Regions from separate parts of the Callithrix jacchus genome. Here region 1 is linked to region 2. A link is a contact called in public Hi-C data. All regions are on one chromosome and are shown on one strand. Each heading gives the region's core, a stretch centred on a gene start, on an enhancer-like site or on the middle of the called end of the contact. The rest is flanking DNA. Distances are from core to core; before and after follow the strand shown. Region 1 holds the start of CCT4 (chaperonin containing TCP1 subunit 4). Region 2 has its middle 120 kb from the start of TMEM17.

Region 1 (2,700 bases), core at 162-2,661, 510 kb after region 2:
ACTCCTTACATTTCCATGAGACAATCTGTTTACCATGTGAAATACTTGTTTTCATTTACTTTTTTTCTGGATTCAAATCCTTTAGGCAAAAATCAGTTTTAAAAATACAGAAGTGCCTTTTTAAAGCATAAACAGCCTTGAAAAAAAATTAGTAAATTCAAAGATAGTGGATTAAATTTCAACATTGACTTTAATCAAAATGTAATTTTAGTCCCTTTAGATTCCCTGAGATTGTTTCTTAAATCTTTACAATGGGTGTCCACTATATAAGGTTTTTTTTCAAGAAACAAATGAAGCAACATGTAACACATCTTAGTACGGGGTTCCTAACACATAGAAGACCTACAAAAGTCAGTAATTTCTTTTTGTAGTCTGTCTCTAGAGTACACTGACACTAGATTCATTCCTATAACTAGTCCTCGGTCTAAATAGAGTTGTCCAATACTATGGTCATTAGCCACATGGGACTACTGAGCACTTGAAATGTGGCTAGTCCGAGATATGTGCTTTAAGTGTAAAATACTGGATTTCAAAGACCTGGTGAAAAAAGTAAGAAAACTTTGTCAAGATTCTATATACTGATTACATGTGAAGTGATAATACTTTGGATATTCTAGGTTAAATAAGATATATTATTAAAATTAATTTCACCTTCTTGGCTCACATATTTCTACCGGATGGTCTAGCCTATACTTTGGCCTCAAGCTGGTAAATATGCTCTCTTAACCGTGCAGTGAACTGCTTGACTAAGGCTAAGCCACCCCCTTATCCGCCGGACACTGGCTCACTTTAACGCTCCCAACTTCCACAACCCGGGAAAGCTGGCGACCTAAAACTCTTAATTTTAAAAATTCAAGAGCCCACAGATCTGCTGAGGAAACTCGACTGTTACCAAGAGACAGAGAATGCGAGATGACTTGAAGGAAAAACCTCCGTGTCAGTCAGTCCGACCCAGGGGCTGGGAACTTCAGCAGAAAAACGACACCCTTAGGAAAGTGAGAAGGGGCGACGGAGCGAGATAATCTGAAGGAGCGCAATGTGGAGCCCAAGGAGTAGAGGTCTGTGAAGGAAAGGCCTTTCAGCTTGAGGACAGGGGAAGGCGAATGGAGCGAGTCTGACGCCGGCGGTAAAGGGTCTGTGCTCCAAGCCGGAGACTACAGGGAAGAGCAGTACCTTAAGAATCCCCCTCATCTTTGCCAGAAAGGGGCGGAACTCCTCGGGTAGCACCTCTGGATACAGCTGACTCCGCAGCAGCTCCTCTGTGATGCCGGGGTGCCCGTGGAAAGTCTCCTGCGCCAGCGCATTCAGCAGCCCGTTCAGGGGCTTGCCGCCCTCAAACTCGCCCGCCGCCATGCTCTGCGAAGGCCCCGCCCCCCACAACAGCTGAGCCTTGCCCCGCCACGGCGGCCGAGATGTGCCTAAATAGCCTGTGCAAAAGCACCACGGGGAACGTGGAGGTAAGGCTTCCTCAGAAGTCAGAGTTGGCAGCTTACAGCTTTGCTCTGCAAAATCCATCCCCTTAGGACTCCTCCACGGAAATATCCGTTTGGTTCCACTAGGATCACTTTGCTTCCTCTGATCCGCTTCATCACTGCAGAGCCTACTGGAAAGAAAGATCTCTCAGTGGAAATTACTGGAGATGGGGTAGCATCCTATAAGGTTGGTAGTTTAACTTTTGGATGGCTGTATCTCATTCCAGGCTTTGCCAACTCATAACTGAATAGGATCGATCACTCAGATTTAATCTCTGCCTAATCCTTACCTATCGTCTTTTGTCCTAGAAAATTTAACTGCCTCCTGATTGCATGTTTTTGTTTGGGTTGTTAATTGCCTTTTTATATACACCTGTCTTGTCCTTCCAGCTAGATCAGTAGCTCTGATCCAATGTTCTTTTATATTACAAATATTTTGTTAACACCTCCTTTACTATCCTGAAATAAAATGCATAGATAAAATAACTTCCCACCCACATAATTTCAAAAAATCAATATATTATTCAACCATAAAAATGGAATAAAGTACTCATACCTGCTACAACATGCATGAGACTTCAAAGCAGGGTAAGTAAAAGAAGCCAGACATAAAGGGCCAAATATTGGACATCTCATTTATAAGAAATGTCCAAGATAGACAAATTGATGGAGACTGAAAGTAATGTAATAGTTGCCAGAATCTCGAGGGGCGAATCAGAAGTGACTGTTCATAGATAGAGAGTTTCTTTGGGGCATGATGAAAACATTCTGGAAGTGGATAGTGGTGATGGTTGCACAACTTTGTGAATATATTAAAACCCACTGAAGTGTACACTTTAAAAGATTAGTTTCACGGTATGTGAATATCTCAATTCAATGACCCAATTGTAATTTAGCATAGAACTAAAAGGAAAATAATTTTATAATATAATATGTGTACACGTATACTAGTTGACTAAAAGGCACATAAAGTAGCTAGATGAATGTATGTTTACATCTTTATGCAGAATCACCTATGACTCCTACAAATGCAAACTGATACAGGTGTGTGGTATTGGTGACTCCAGACGGAGAACAGTTGCTTCTGGTAACATGATGCTCTGAAATGTAACTAACAGTTGGTAAAGTTTACAAGAAAAAACATTCTTCCCTCACTCTACACCATGGCAAAGCTAGAATGTTCTGTATATATTAATGCTAAACTAAAAAGACATTATGTTTATATGTA
Region 2 (2,700 bases), core at 147-2,646:
TCCCAGAGGAGATCTGCACAGATGGCTTTGGTGTTTGTATCTGCAGCTCCTTTTTCCCTCACCTGCCCTACTCCCTCAACTCATCCAAGCCTCTGCAAAGTTGCGACTGCACCAGGCACAGTGGTTCACACCTGTAATCCCAGTACTTTGGAAGTCTGAGGCAGGAGGCCAGGGGTTGAAGACCAGCTTGGGCAACCTTGTCTCTGGGAAAAAAAAAAAATCGTAGCTTATCAATTATCCTATCTGTAATAGCCTGGAATCCTCTGCTTTATTTTCCTTTACTGTACTTGTTACAATATCCCATTATATTTTATATGTATGTGTTTAATATTTGCCTCCCTAGTTAAAATGTAAAGTGCATGAATGATTTTAATTTGTAGTCAGGTCCCTGGTCTTAGGACAGTGCCTGGTACAAAATAAGAGCACAATAAATATTTGTCGAATGAGTCTCAGGGTTGAGTTAAACATCAGATAGCAGGTATTTCTAGTGGACAAATATGGACTCACCCCAGAAGTGTGTGTAAGGGGGTGCAGAGTCTGGAGTAGTTTGGGGGATAGGTGTGGGGAGAGAGGGGATTGTCTAGGGTGGAAACAAAATCCATGGTTAGTGCCCCCGCAGTTGCAAACACCATGAGTAGGTGAGTTGGGGCAGGGGCGGGCTGGGACAGGGGGTGTGGGGGGAGTTTGAGTGCACTAATTGTAATTCATATCATAGCCACAAGATGGCACTATTGCTCAGAGTCTTTACTCTGAAAACTGAATGTAGCAGAGTCTAGCAGGCTGGGGATTCCTTGCTTCTCTGTCTCCTCCCGTTTCTCTCTCTGCTTTCCTCTCTTCTTTCTTCCTCTCCCTCCGTTTTTAAACATTGTCTTTATGGTAGACTTGAGCAATAGTATAGCGGAAACCTTTGGTGAAGCTCAGAAAGAGACATCCCTGAGATGGATATTTGGCCACACTAAGCACAATGGTTTGCTCATTGGGCATGACCAGAGGCCTGGGTTCCCCTGCTTTCTCTTCTCTCTGGGCCAGAACCCATAGTCTTGCTGTTCTGGACCTGGCTCGTGGCTTGGGAAGCCTCTAGGGACAATCTTGCTTCTCCCTCCCTTACTCCATCCTCCCCACGCTGCTCTGGGAAGCACCTGCCCTCTGATCTGGTTCCAGGGGTCCTTGCTTGCCTCTCAGAAACTGTAAACACACACAGAATGTCTCCTGGTGGGGGTTCTGAGGCCTTTTCCTCCCTGGTATTTGAACCTAAGGAAAAGGCTTTCAGTGGTGTGGGGACAGTGGGTGGAGCCTGCTGTATTTTTCTAAGACTTTTGTATTTGGGGAACAAATCTCCAGGGAAGGGGCAGGGCCTCAGGCTAATTCCAGTACAGTAGGATCAGGGCCATGAAAACATCACGCAAAGGAAACTTCAAAGCTCTTCCCCCATCCGAATGGGCAGGGCCTGCTGAGAGGTCAGATGTTAACTTGCTCCGATGCCCTCTTGCTTTCAGGTGCCCCTGCAGGCCTGCACACCCCTTGGGGACCGCCCTCTCCCAGGTCAGGATTCCACAGGGCCCCCGCAGCTTCCTCACCCAGTGCCCCCCTGCTCAGTGCTTGAAGCAAAGCCAGGGAGGGCAGAGCCCAGAAGTTGGGGTCTAGTTCTGACTGTTCTCTAGGCTTAGGAGTAGAGGCCAATTTAACCTCTGCAAAGTGAGGCTGGGCTGAGGAATGAAATTACACTTTCATCCTGCTCAGTCCCGCCTTGTCCCCAAAGCCTGTCAAACCCTGACACAGCTACTTTGCAGGGAGTGGCGAGAATTAGGAATGCTGCAAGGTCACTTAGGGTGATCATTAGGACAGTCATTAATTTCTGAGGCCTAAGAGTGACTCATTTATCTCTGATAGACACAGGGATCAAAGGAGGGTATTTATGGCTTAGAAACAAACCTCCTATTCTTTTCCCTGCTATAATAGATAATAAGAAGCTCCCAGGCCTCCCTCCCTTGTCCATCTCTTCCCTGCCCAGTCCACTCTGTCTTAGCTGTCCCTGCACAAAAATTAGCCCTCCTTTTGTTCTCTGTACTCTCCCCTTTCTTTTGTAAGAAGCAGAGAGGGGAAGAGAACCAGAGAGGTCAAGCTGTTCTTTGCTGATCCTGAGAGGCTCAGCTGCAACTGTGCGGTGGGGTGAGGGGTGCCATCCCTCCAACCCCAGGGGAAGACACAAGCTGGGGTGTCAGGTGGGCTTTCCCTGGGAATTTACCACGTTTACTTTGCCTAAGTATGTATATCAAGGCCTGATTAGGCTAGAAAGCAGACTGTCATCAGGTTTATTGGCTGTGTGACCTTGAGCAAATTACTTAACTTTTTAAAGCCTCAGTTTCCCAGTCTATAATAGGATAATAGCATCACAGATTGGCCTATGAGAATGACATAAGATAAAATATGTAAAGTACTCAGCACAGAGCCTGATGCAAAATAATGGCTGCCGCATTTACCAGGACCTCAGCACCCTTATTTTATTTCCAAGAACCTGTGGCTGGAGCACAAACTGAGTCCTTCATGTTCTGTTTTAGCCTTTGGGAGACGCCAAAGTGAAGACACGTGCAGCCCTCTCAGGACGCTGGGCCCCCGCTGTAACAGGAAACAGATCACACAGGAGGGGTCCTCAGCTTTAAGGATGCTTGAGGTGGGCCTGGGTCATGGCTTCTGGCTGCG

The links. A called contact is a pair of places that touch in the nucleus more often than the background predicts.
Region 1: a Hi-C map of induced pluripotent stem cells shows a contact between it and region 2, with 4 times the contacts expected there. The contact joins the promoter of CCT4 here to the enhancer-like site in region 2.

Annotation. Positions count from the first base shown.
Region 1 is chr14:52,237,296-52,239,995 of calJac240_pri, forward strand. CCT4 (chaperonin containing TCP1 subunit 4) reads left to right here and starts at 1,412. Exons shown (of 14, transcript XM_078349240.1): 1 at 1,412-1,659. It overlaps COMMD1 (copper metabolism domain containing 1), which reads right to left and starts at 1,358. Exons shown (of 5, transcript XR_013526586.1): 1 at 1,174-1,358.
Region 2 is chr14:51,725,480-51,728,179 of calJac240_pri, forward strand. No RefSeq gene overlaps it. Among named protein-coding and RNA genes, the nearest start is that of TMEM17, 120 kb to the left of the region's middle. Within about 2 kb of position 1,397, at least 7 of the 16 cell types and tissues checked have an H3K27ac peak or open chromatin away from gene starts, as enhancers often do.